Regions from separate parts of the Urocitellus parryii genome. Here region 1 is linked to region 2. A link is a contact called in public Hi-C data. All regions are on one chromosome and are shown on one strand. The core of a region is the stretch at or near the end of the contact, and the rest is flanking DNA. Distances in the headings are between cores, read along the strand shown. Region 1 holds the start of Prr14 (proline rich 14). Region 2 holds the start of Dctpp1 (dCTP pyrophosphatase 1).

Evidence for each region. A called contact is a pair of places that touch in the nucleus more often than the background predicts.
Region 1: a Hi-C map of liver shows a contact between it and region 2, with 4 times the contacts expected there. The contact joins the promoter of Prr14 here to the promoter of Dctpp1 in region 2. A contact is called at or near these places in 2 of 2 Hi-C or Micro-C datasets (liver and muscle).

The regions. Positions count from the first base shown.
Region 1 is chr9:21,139,324-21,145,846 of mUroPar1.hap1, reverse strand. It overlaps Prr14 (proline rich 14), which reads right to left and starts at 1,724. Exons shown (of 13, transcript XM_026400311.2): 1 at 1,553-1,724; 2 at 678-749; 3 at 392-554. The coding sequence starts at 700.
Region 2 is chr9:20,967,773-20,974,705 of mUroPar1.hap1, reverse strand. Dctpp1 (dCTP pyrophosphatase 1) reads left to right here and starts at 2,321. Exons shown (of 3, transcript XM_026400423.2): 1 at 2,321-2,476; 2 at 3,106-3,216; 3 at 4,777-5,274. The coding sequence starts at 2,373. The coding sequence ends at 5,077.

The sequences.
Region 1 (6,523 bases), core at 475-2,974, 170 kb before region 2:
ATCTCAACAGGCTGTTTGGAGAAATGAAAGAGAGTGATCTTGGGTGGGTCAATACCTTATTTTGGGTATCAGTTTTTCTCATTTGTGCAATGGAGCCAAGGACCCCAGAAGCTTCCCCAAGGAAAAAAAGCAGAAGGGTTTCTCATATTTGAAAGTTGTAGGAATGTGGTTCCAGCCACAGGGGTTGGGAGGTGAGGAAAGTGTGAGCACTGGAAACCCTGCTCACTTCTAGGTTGAAGGGAGAACTATGCAGAATTGTAGCATTAGGGAGGGTGCTGGGGCCATAGACATGAGAATGAGGTGTTTGTATATTTTTAAGGACTCTAGTCTGACTTTGGTACTGAGGAGTGATGTGAGGGGAAAAGAGGGCCTTTCAGTTCAGGGGGCTCACCATGTGGGCAGCCATAACATCTTCCAGCACCACGGCAAGGACCCTCCGAGAGGCCTTTTCCAGGGGCGAAGGGGCTCCCACGGGCTGCAGCCTTGGCCGTTTTGGGCTCCTGGCTTCCCATAATGATCGAGCTAGAGGCTGACGGCACAGCCGGCTAGATGAGCTGGAGGGTAAAAGAAGCAGAGGACGGTCGCCTGAAACTGTCGTTGGCTCTGTAGTTTCCCGGTACAGCCGCCAGGACCCCCGTCTCCCGGGCTCAAGACAGGCGGGCGGGGTGCGCTCTCACCTGGAGTCCCCAGGCAAGTCCATGGGGGAAGCGGCGGCTCCGGGGGGTCCCTGGGGGATGCCAGGCTGCGGCCTGGGGTAAGGGGGGGAGCAGGGGAGCGGGGAGTGAGGGCCAGCCCCACCCTCGGGCCTCCGCCCTTCATGGTCCTCCCGCAGCTCCCGGTAACCCAGACTGGAGCCCTGGGGCGCTGAAGGGCGCCCCCGGCTGGCAGGCCGGGGCGGGTGTAATCCCGCTGCCGCCGCCTTGATCAGCGGTTCACTCTTGCCCTGCCTGGCACCTGCCGCGAGATTCTGGGTTACAGAGGCCCCAGTTCTCTCAGGGTCCTAATCTCCCAGGGCCTTTGTCCCTGAAGATTCTGCCCTGAGATTCCCCGGGATCCACTGGGATCCCGGTCCTGGGAAGCTTCGTTTCCGCTGCATGCTTCAGTGATCCTCCTCCCTTCTCGGCGAGCAGCCGAGGATTCCAAAGCAATACTCCACACACTGACGGTCCTCCCTCCCACCAGATCCCCAAGACCGGATTTCTACAGAAAGAATCCTACAGCGCGGTTCTTCCAATCAGACGCCGCACGGCGCTCCTCCTCCCGCTGTGAGCTTTAGCTCTGCAAAGCTCCACTCCGGCGGGGGCAGCCCGAGCTTTGGCATCACAGAACTCACTCTGGATCCCGGGGGATCTACTGTCAAGCAGATACCCTCTTCGCTCCAACCCCGGAGGTTCCGCCCACAGACACCATCCCACCCACACCTCCTACCCTGCCCGTATCCCCTCCCAGCGTTCTACCCAGCCCGGGACCAGATGGTTCAAACGCTCCCTATCCCGCCCCCCCTCCTGCCCGCTCTGCAGCCTCTCCTTGCCCTCCCCCGCGCGCCGCTCACCGCCGCCTCCCGCGGATCCCCGGTCTTCGATAGCTCCCACCTCCGACTCCTTTAAAACCAGCCTTACCCAACGCTGCCCAACCGCCAGGGGCCTTCTTCTCGGAGTCTCCGGGCACCGCCCAATCGCCGGTCCCCGTCTTCCGGGGTGGTAAGAAACTAAGTGAAGCCGCCTGGTGGCCATCATCCCTAGGGGCAAGAAGCCAAATTGGGCAGCACCGCCATTATAGTTGAGGGCAAATATCGTAGTCCGGGTTGAACCTTAGTGGACGCGACAGCGTCATCTTTTCGAAGGCGAGTTAGTAGCTAAATACCATGCCAGATTTCATGACATGCTGAGGCAACCATAGTGAAGCTAGGGTACCTCCACGTTTTTTAAGGGCATCTTCCGGTTCTTTAGCTCTTAGGCCAATGAGCGTCGACCGACTGCTAACGATTTGTGAAATTCCCAACGTCCTAGAGAGGCCTCATCTGAGTCTGATTTGCGACACAACCCGGGGTTCTTCCACCAGATTCTCACCGCACAGGATCTGAGTTTGGGAGGGAGTGGCGGGGGTCCTGAGTTCAAACACCGGAGGTCAAAGACCAGAGCAGGTGCAGCCTCGGACTTCTTTGTTGCACGGTGTCCTGGAGAAATTGGGCCGAGCCGAAGTTGGGAGGAGGTTGGGCATGTTGATCTTCATTTCGTCTGAGTTTTGTATGCTTCTTCCCGGAGGAATGGAGGTGTCCGCTAACCGCAGAAAGGGCTCACCATTGAGGCTCCATTGCAGGAGGCCATAAATCCACCTTAGCTTGCTTGGTGGGGCCGGTTCAGCTTCCCTCTTTGTTCGGGACTCCCAGGAGCCACTATCATGAGGAGCCTGACTGATGCAGACCGTAAATACTCAGGGTTCAGGGATGGGATCTCGAAGCTTGGAGAAACTGCATCATGGGTTTTTAGCAGGAGCCAGACTGTTGGTGGGGAAAAAGTGAGCATATACCGTCTTCTCGCACTGTGAAGGCGCCCTCAGCACCTAATCCAGAAGAACTATTCCCTGTTCCAAAGCAAACCTTGTTTTCTTAATTAAATAAGAGAGCCTGAAGCCTAGTGTCCTGGGTTTAAGATCAAGGTGCAGAGGCACCTCTCGGTCTAGAATAATTTTCTTTCGGGAGATTGAGTGATGAAAGTATTGAAACAATGATATGGAAAGAACAGAATTGGTAATCAGCAGCGTGGAACATAAAGATTCTCCAACTCCGTCCCCAAGGACTCTCTTCAAGATAAAAGTGCTCTCAGGATTACAATGTCTCTTTGTGATTGGAGATCGGCTGGGTCTCTGGAAATCCTTTATGAGATTTCTGGTGTGAGTAGGCAACAGGTCTTCCAGCTAGAGGGATTTTCTCTCCTCCTGGATCCATTTGGCCATGTGGTGCCTAAAGATATTCCCTGGAGGTATGGTGAGTGCCTAGGCCTAGAGTGTCCTGAGTTTAAACACACAGGTCCTTTCTAGGCCCCAGGGCAGGAAAAGCCTTCAAGAGCAGAGCAAACAATCTGATTTTTGATTCTCTAAGTTGCCAGAAGTCTCAACAACACTAAGGGTAAAGGAAGTAGCCTAAGGAAAAGGCCTGGAGGCTGAAAATTTGGTAGATAGGGCCCAATCCTGAGATCCTAACTTAGGGCATAGAGTTCATCAAATTGAAATCTAAGGTAGACTGTCCCAGCCCTCAGCCTAGGCTAGCAAGGGTGAGCACTCATAGCTTCACAAAATTGAACTCTGCCCTTTTTGTGACTCCTATTTCAACTACTCCTACCTAACCCACCATCTGGGTACATATTACAATATGTGACAAGTGTGTGCTGAATGGTTCACATAAACTCCAGTGGGGCTGCTGATGGGCTGTTAGTGCACTTTAGTTATCTTTCCTCAGAAACTGGTCCTCTGGATCTCCCATCTTAACTGTGTTTGGCCTTATATATAGGATAGGAACAATAAGCCCTATCATGCCCATCTCAAAATAGACTTGGAAGATGAAGAGCAAGAGAGAAGACACAAAGAGAAAAAAAGTGAAGCTGGGTATAATGGTACATGCCTATCATCCCAGTGGCCAGGGAGGCTGAGGCAGGAGGATTGCAAGTTCAAGACCAGCCTCAGCAACTTAGTGAGACCCTGTCTCAAAAAAATAAAAAGGACTGGGGATGTAACTCAGTGGTAGAGCAACCCTGGGTTCAATCCCTAGTACCTGCCCCCAAAAGAGGATGATAAAAGCTGCTGCTTCTTAGCCAAGTGCAGTGGTGCACAGCTATAATCCCAGCAATTTGGGAGGCCAAGTGAGGAGGATCACAAAGTTCAAGACCAATTTAGCAATTTAGTGAGACCCTGCCTTAAATTTAAAAATGCCTGGGAATGTAGCTATTAAGCTCTACCATCAGGTAGAGCACACCTGGGGTTCAATCCCCAGTACTGCAAACAACAAAAAGCTGCTTCTTTCTGCTCTGAGTGCCCTGCCCCTTTGGGTCCTCCAGCTAGCTGCTGAAGACCTTTCTGTTAAAACCCACTAGCCTGAGCTCCAAAACAGCCAGGGTAGAGTGGGTGGGGTTGTAGCTGCAAGGTATCAGAGATGGGTGAAATGGGTCAATTTTAGCCCTTTACCAGGAACCACACCTCAGAAATAATAGTAAGCCTTGGGTTTGGGTTGCTGCTCTGGTTTGCATTAATCCATTCAACAAAATTTCAAGACTTCCCAGGTACTATGTCCTCGGGGGAGACATGCCTAACCCCTGAGAGTTTGTATCCCTGCATTTATACCTCTATATACGAGATTGCCCTCAGTTCTGATGCTTCCAGCAACTTCAATCCTCTACTCTGAGGTACTCGATTTAGCCAGGTTCAAGCACATTCCTGCCCAATTTAAGTCCCCTGATGAACATTGAAGCTTCACTTCTGGGGGGTTTTTCTACTCTAGTCAGCTACTTCAGATTGTTATTATTATTTTTAATCTGAAAAATTTGGTCCTGCCTATGGTCCTCCTCCTCTTTCCCAGTGGAGAGAGCCACCTGTGGCCAGTTCCGTCCTTGTCCATCCCCTCTTTTTTTCTAGCAGGGGGATGGTAGACAGGGCTCAAGTTTGGAAAGCTGATGGTAAAACTAATGAAAATGTGGGGAGGGAAGGAGATTGGGAGGGTGGAGAGACAACAAAGAAGAGTGAAGGGAGCTGCCTATTAATATCTGAAACAGTAGTACATTATGATGCCTGGTTTTCAATTTATCCCCTCATCTCCAATTTTTTATTTGTTTATTTATTTAGGGCTGGTAATCAATCTCAGGGCCTCCCACATGCTAGGCAAGCACTCTACTACTGAGCTACACTCCCAGCCCTCAAATTCATTCTCCCCACCCCCTTGCTCTGTGAGAATGGATCTGGTCCATTGAAATATTTTTTCTCTGCTAGCTGGCATTGTGTTAAGGGTTGTCCATATACTGCTAGAAAAACATTGCAGCAAGAAAGGGAGTTGCTTCCTGGTTCCAGTGAACCTACTGGCAGGCTCCTGGGTTCTATCCCCCAGCCCCTGCATGGTGGTCAACAGCATCCAATGGCCAGCAGCTCACCCTAGTACCTTCTTGGATGGCTTTGTAGTGACTCCACTACAGAGTACCTCTGATGAGACATCTTCCCATGAATAGCCCTTCCTGGCAACCTAGAGGAAAGATTTCCAGCAGGTTCCACGAGAAGGGCACTCTAACCATTTCTGTGAGCTCTCCAGAAAGTTCTGGATCACCCCCAGGAAGGATGGAGTATTTTTCCTGGATGCTCTCAGTGTGAGGGACAGCAGCTGCTTCTTATATCTGCTGTTCTTGCAGTTTTTTAAATTGCTTATTATCTGTAGTGAATAGAATTTTGCCCCTCCCCAAAGATATGTTCAAGTCCTAACCCTCTCCCTCAGTTCCTATAAATGTGACTTTATTTGGAAATAAAGTCTTTGCAAATGTAGTTAAAATGAGATCATACTGGATTAGGATGGGCCCTAATCCAGTGACTGGTGTGTCATTAATAAGAAAAGGAACTTGGACACACACATAAAAAGGAGACTGTAATGTGAAGATACAAACATGAGGAGAAAATACCATATGACAGAGGTAGAGACTGAAGTGGTGCTTCTGATACAAGCCAAGGAATGCCAAAGATTGCCAACAAGACTACCAGCAACCTAGAAGAGGCAAAGGAAGACATTCTACCCAGGAAAATGATACAGAATTCAATCTTTCATTTCTTTAAATTACCTGTTATAATTGATCATTTTTGTATTAACTTTTCCTCATTTAAATTACCATATGGTTTCTCCTTCCTGATTGGACCAGACTTAACACATCAACAAATATACTAGCATCTTAGCATGAAATAAAGTAGAATATCTAAGCTAGGTAATGTGGTTGAATGCCCATAATTCCAGCTACTCGGGAGGCTGAGGCAGGAAGGTCAAAAATTCGAGGCCAGCCTCAGCAATTTAGCAAGATCCTGTCTCAAAAATTTAAAAAGGGATGGATACTGGGGATTGACCTAGAGCAAAATATATTCCATGCTTATATAATTATGTCAAAATGAACCCAAAAGTTATGTATAACTATAATGAACTAATAAATACGTGGCTCAGTGGTGGAACACCCCTGGGTTCAATCCCTAGGGCTAAAAAAAAAGGATGCATATAAATGTGTGTGTGTGTGTGTGTGTGTGTGTGTTACACAGTTGAACTGTTAACAGAAGAAAGAAGCAATAAAAAGAAAAATTGCCAGGCTCAGTGGCGCACACCTGTAATCCCAGCGGCTTGGGAGAATGAGACAGGAGAATCGCAAGTTCAAAGCCAGCTTCAGCAACCACAAGGCACTAAGCAACTCAGTGAGACTCTGTCTCTAAATAAAATACAAAATAGGGCTGTGGATGTGGCTCGGTAGTCCAGTGCCCCTGAGTTCAATCCCTGGTACCAAAAAAAAAAATAATA
Region 2 (6,933 bases), core at 1,072-3,571:
GGTAGAGCACTTGTCCAGCATGTGTGAGGCCCTGGGTTCAATCCCCAGAACCACCAAAAAGAAAGAAAACTGCTAGGAATGAACATGTCTTAAATCTCAATTAATTATATTCCTTCCCACCCAACTCCCAGGTCTTCTATGTCTTCATTTCAGCAAATACCAAAACTACCCATCTAGTTAGTCAAGCCAGAGCTATCCAATACCTCTCTTTTTTTGTTGTCTGTTATATCCAATCTGTGTTGCCTAATCCAGTGGCTAATTCAGCACTCTCATTTTGCTCATCAGTTTAGCAGCACACAAATCAAATGCCCATTTATTTTGAAACACTTTCTCTGTATGTGTGTGAGAGTGTGTGTATGCTCTGTGTGTGTGTGTGTGTGTGTGTGTGTGTGTGTGTATGCACATGGAGGAGGGCAAAAAGTAGTAACCAATAGTGCTTATCACCTCTTTCCTGAACCACACAATCTGCAGATGCCCCTAATCACTTTTCATAAGTGTTATTTTTTTGGGGGGTATGGACAATGTTGAAGATCAAACTCAGGATCTCATGCATGCTGTCACATCCTCTTCACAGTGTTTTTTTTTTGGGGGGGGTGGGGGTGGGGGGAGGAGGGTAATAGGGATTTAACCCAGGGCACTGTATTTCTGAGCTATATCCCTATCTCTATTTTGTTTTATTTTGGGACAGGATCTCACTAAATTGTCAAGAACTTGCACTCCTGTTGTCTCAGCCTCCTGGGTCATTGGGCTTACAGGGTTGCACCGCTGCTACTGGCTTGCTTTATTTTTATCTAAAAATATTTTTAAACACTTTTTGTGGTATTGGGGATTGAACCCAGGACCTCATGCATGCTAAGCAAGAGCTCTACATCCCCAGCTATTTTATTTTGAAACAGCTCACTAAATTGACCAGATTGACCTTGAATTTTTGATCCTCCAGATCACAGGGATTACAGGTATGTACCACTGTCCCCAGATTTACAGTGTTTTAACTATGGTAACATTTAATTTTTACCTTAATATTTGTCACAATTTCAAGTATTATAGCACAGGTGCTAATAAAACTTGTGCCTAGTGGTGGAATTGCAGTACTTTGGGGACTTATTTTTGTTTATTTATTTTTTGGCACTGGAGATGCTAAGCATACACTCTATTGCAGAACTACATCCTTCAGTTCCTCTGCCCTTTTGGAATATTAATTTCTAAAATCTGTCTTTTCTTCCACTTTCTTAGTCTTTCACTTCCATTAAACTGTATGCCTCATTGAACTCCTGGAGAACAGACATAGCGACCTTAATAGGTATGTGAAAATAAATAATTCTCTATAAAGCTTGGATTCGACAAAATTCAAGTTCCTGTGTTTCACAAAGATCTCTTTTCTCTGCGTGCAGTGGCGAACGCCTGTAATGTCAGCAACTGGCAGGAAGATCGCCAATTCGAGGCGGACTGACAATGTAGTCAGAGCCAGTCTCAAAGAATAAAAAGGGGTAGGGATGTAGCTCAAGGGTAGAGTGCTCTTGGGTTCAATCCCCAGTGCCGAGAGAGAAAAAAAAAAAAACCTCTTCCCTTGGTCATATATATAACAACTCAGCGGGTCTCAGCCAAAGTAACAATTCCATGATCACCTCATAAATTCCCCAGCAAGCTTGGTGGTTTTGTGTGTGGTATGGCCGCGATAGAGACACATGAGTCTGGAGAGGTGGCAGAGGCCAATCTGTAATGGGTCACACATTTCAATGTCATGTAATCTACGTTGCGGGTAGGGAGGAGGACAGACTGGTTCCTTGAGACAGAAATGGGGGTTAACTCCTTCCAACCACAGCAATCAGCCGGGGCTGGGAGCAGAAGTGGGACAAAAGACCTAGGTCGTGGTCCCGACTTTGTTCCATTCTTTCCCTTCGATCGCATCCAACTAGTGTGGAGGCTGGTCTAGAGGATCTTCAGAGTCCCTAAACCCTGACGAATTTAATGCAGGCGGAGGGTACATTCACTTATGGAATTTCCCGCCAAACACACCCTCGGCCTCCTAACCTAGCATTTTGCTTTGGCGCCATCTGGCGCCCACAAAGGAGTAAAACGGCTACGCCCTCTCCTCCCGCTTCCCTGTCCTTTCCTCCGTGTCAAATTGGTACCGCGGACTTCTTAGGCGGAAGAATTCTCCGAGGTAAGGGACTACAGGATTAAAGCTCCTCAGATTGGTCCAGTCCTGATACGGGGCGGGCTGTAGCAAACTCCACACAGGTGATTGGTTTCTCCGCCGGCACTACTCCGTGAAGCAATCGAGCTCGCCCGTGATTGGTTAGGGGCCCTGGAGGCGGGCTCCCAGCGTGGCGCGGAGTTCTGTGCAGTGGCGTCTTAGTGGGTTGTGCAGCATGTCTAGTGCCGGAGGTGATACCCAGAGGGACGCTGGGAGAAAGGATACTGCTGCTGCCGCCGGCTCATTCAGCTTCAGCCCGGAACCCACGCTGGAGGACATGTAAGCAACCCACGACCAGGTTCGGGTGGAGAGATTGACCCCTTCCTCTATGCCATGGGACGGGTCCTCCCACGTGGTGGGGAAAAATGACCAGCAGTAGTGCTGGCTGACCCCTGGTGAGCCTCTAAACCTCTCAAGCAAAGTGGGCTCAGCAGTTCACAACTAAAGCGGGGAAATTGCCCCAGGAGTCTATACTGCCTCCGCCCTTCCGGAGTGGGTGTACCACCCAACAGGGGCAGATGAAGTGCGGAGAGGTAGGAAACATTAATTTTTGCTGGAGGAAATCAAAAAAGCTTCTTAGGGAAAGTGTAAAATACGCAGGACTTAGATGTGCAAAGATAGGGATATTCCAAGTGGAGGAAACTTCAAAATTAGCAATGGAATAATAAAGTATTGTTAGGTACGGCTAGAGGTTAAAGTGTCTGCAGGGGCACGCTGAATTTCAGATGCGAAAACCAAGTCTCATAAAGAGGAAATTACTTATTCAAGACCATCCACGGATTTAGTTGCAGAATCCTCTGACTCCAAGCCCCCTTTACGTATCACTGGGGTACCTGCCTGGGCTCTGCAGCTCCTCCCCCAACCACTAACCCTGGGAATTGGGCTTCTACTCCTTTATCTTATTCCAGCCGGCGTCTCCATGCAGAGTTTGCTGCAGAGCGGGACTGGGACCAGTTCCACCAGCCTCGGAACCTCCTACTGGCCTTGGTCGGGGAAGTGGGAGAGCTGGCAGAACTCTTGTGAGTAGATGGGAAGCTTTCTGGAACAGTCTGTTGTGGGGGATGGGAGAAACTGTGTGATCCTCAAACATTCATGGATTCAGTTTCCCTCCTCACTGCTGGTCTCTGTGCCTGGTGCTGGGGTTGAGATGACTCCCAGGTATCAACCCTCTGGGAGCACCCAGTCTCCAGGGAAAGAAAGTGTGAAAATACAAGATAGACCCGGATAGTAAGGAGGAGTTGTGGTAATAGCCCTTTACCTTTGTCTCTGGGGCTGAAAACAAGGTTTTCTCTAGAACACATATGTATAGTATTCCAGACAGGAGTTTGCAATGGTAGTGAGGCCAGAAAAGGCAAGTTAAACTTGGAGAGAATCTCATCCTCCTCCAGTATCATCTTCCCAAGAAAGATAAGGGATTTTGTATCTATTTTGTTCTCGGGTGTGTCCATTTGCCTGCACATCATAGCCATTTGGTAGTTATCCAGATGATGAGTGATAGAGCTATGCAAAAGCAGGGCTGGAGATGAACCCAGAAAGGTAGGATTGGGGCTTGAGAGTGATGAAGTTTGGACAGAAGACCTGACCACATTTGAGTAGTAGAAAGATAACTGTACCTGCAGGATGAATTAAATCACTGAGAGAATGAGACAGGGAGACCATTAAAGAGGCTAATTAGTATCAACCAGTCAATTAAAATCAAGACATGAGCCGGGTGCAGTGGCACATGCCTGTAATCCCAGCAGTTTGGGAAGCTAAGGCAGGAGTTCAAAAGCCAGCCTCAGCAATATAGCAAGGCCCTACCTAAGCAACTTAGTAAGACTCTGGCTCAAAAGATAAAAAGGGGGCCTGGGGTTGTGGCTAAGCGGCAGAGCACTTGCCTCGCACATGTAAGGCACTGGGTTCCATCCATAAATAAAAATATCTTTATTTTGTTTATTTATTTTTATAAACAAGCTTTGTTTATAAAAATAAATAAACAAAATAAAGGTATTAGCCAGACGTGGTGGCGCACACCTGTAATCCCTGTGGCTTGGGAGGCTAAGGCAGGAGGATCGAAAGTTCAAAGCCACCTTCAGCAATGGTGAGGCACTAAGCAACTTAGTGAGACCCTGTCTCTAAATAATATAAAAAGTTGGGCTGGGGATGTGGCTCAGTGGTTGAGTTCCCCAGAGTTGAACCCCTGGTACCAAAAAAGAAAAAAGAAAATAAAGATATTGTGTCCATGTATAACTTTATATATATGTATATGGGGTGTGTGTGTAAGTAGGGCTGGTTCAATAGTTAAGGTTCAAAAACAGAATCAAGATATATGACCTTGAACAAAGCAGACAACCTTCACAGTGGAAGGAGACTGATGATGATGATAAATTAACTAATTTTAAAAGATCTAGAATCGTGACGTCTTTTTTTTTTTTTTTTTTTTTTTGGTACCAGGGTTGAACCCAATTCTGGGTTATCCTTGGAGGAACTTTCTGGGAGATGGGAGTTCATTGCTGCAGGGACTGAGAGTGCTCCTTAGGGAGATAGAGCCCATTGTCCTAGCTAGAAGCTATATGTGATTGTCTTTGTTTTGCCCCCAGTCAGTGGAAGTCTGATGCAGAACCTGGCCCCAAAGCCTGGCCCCTAAGGGAACGGGCAGCCCTTCAAGAAGAGCTTAGTGATGTCCTCATCTATCTGGTGGCATTAGCAGCCCGTTGCCATGTGGATCTGCCCCAAGCAGTGCTCTCCAAAATGGATACCAACCGGCGACGTTACCCCGTTCATCTGTCACGTGGCTCAGCCCGCAAGTATACAGACTTGTCCCATGGGGCCATCTCTGAAGACCAGACTATGGGTCCTGCAGACCTTGCCCATGAGTCCTCAAGCCAGACCTCAACATAGAAACATGGGATCAGAACCTGCAACTCAGCATGGCACCTGAGAAGCAGAGGGTGGCCTGGCTACAGAACTTATTAATTAGTCCTTTCCTAACAAATCAGGGCTTAAGGGTCCCATTTCCCAGTTTTCAAGGCCCAAGAGCCTCCAGAAGATAGCCTTCTGGTGTTTTCTCCCCCAATAAAATGGTTTTAACTTCTCGATTCTTCTGAGGTGGCTAGGTAGGCTATCAGTAGCATTGCAGAAGGGCACCAGGAGTGTCTCTGAGCCCAGTCCTCACAGTTCTCTATTTTACCTTCTATCTGCAGGGCAGTGATCCAGTTGTTAGTAAATTCCTACAGGAATTTCATGCAAGTCTTCCCACTTCTGGACCTATAGAGGACATCAGAGGCTATATACAGTGTTGGTTAACAGTTCATATTCAGAACCAGGTTCTCTGGGTTCAGATACTTAGGGGCTGGATGATAGTCATCATTTTACTTCATCTCTTGTAAAATGAAAATAATAGCCTAGTACACAGTTTAAATAACTGTTAGTTTGTAGTTCTATTTTGCCTTTTCAACTCAAAGCTTTCAGGGGTCCATCAGAGACACAAATCAGGGCCAGATCTCTGATGTAGAGCAGAAGGGAGCTGCTGCTTCTCATGGCCACCTTCATAAAATTGAAGACCACATATCAATTAGGTCAATTTCTTGTTCTTCCTCTCCAAGTAAATTACACTGTTGAATTTGTACAGTTTATCTGTTGTGTAATCTTGGCACGTCACTTTCCTATCTGAAATACCTATGGCCTACATCTCACAGAGCAGGGTAATACAAAGAAAAGCACCTTTAACTACTTTTTGTGGCTAGGGTTATACTAAAGTGTACAGTACTTGCCTGGCATGTGCAAGGCCCTGGGTTCAACCCCCAGTATTGCCATTAAAAAAAAAAATTGAGATTTAACAATGGTCACTGACTTGCTATCCCTCTCATACGAAGGCCCCACTCTCCTGTCCTCTTATCCAGTGAATCCTTCCCAAGTAAAACAGAATCCATCAGATTGGAACTGCTTCAGCTCTACGTCTCTGAGCCCACCTTTCCTGTCTCTATCCAGTGATAAGAGGAATCTTATTAATAGTTTCCAATTTTATTCCCTCTTCTTCTTTGGTTGGTGCCAGAGATTGAACTTGGGCACTCAACCACTGAGCCACATCCCCAGCCCTATTTTGTGTTTATTAGAGACAGTCTCACTGAGTTGCTTAGCACCATGTTTTTGGGGCTTTGAACTCACAATTCTGCCTCGGCCTCCAGAGCCACTGGGATTACAGGAGTGCGCCACCATGCCCAGCTTATTCCTTCTTTATTATCTCCTTCCCTTTTATGTAATCAACTTTTTGGAAGAGGGAGTACTGGAGGATGAACTCAGGAGCTCTTCACCACTGAACTACATCTCCAGTCCTTTTTTTGAGACCGTATCACCAATTGCTTGGGATGGCCTTGAACTTGTGATCTTGTGGCTCAGCCTCCCAAGTTGCTGGGTTTATAAGCATGTGCCACAGTTCTCAGCTGTCTTTTTTTTTTTTTTTTTTTTTTTTTTTTTTTTTAAGAGATGGGTCACATTGTATTGCCCAGGTAGGTCTTAAACTCCTGGGTTCAAGTGTTCCTCCTGCCTCAGCTTTTTGAGCAGCTGAGACAATAGGTGCCCACCCTTTTACCCAGCTTTTTTTTTTTTTTCATTAGCCTGCCCCAATAGTACATAAAGCATATTTGAATCTTCCCCTTTTGACAAAACTAAATCATCAAACCTCCAGCTACTTTTCCTGTAGTTTTGTACAACAGACCTTCCTGCACTCACCTGCACTACTTCATTCTCCCACAGAC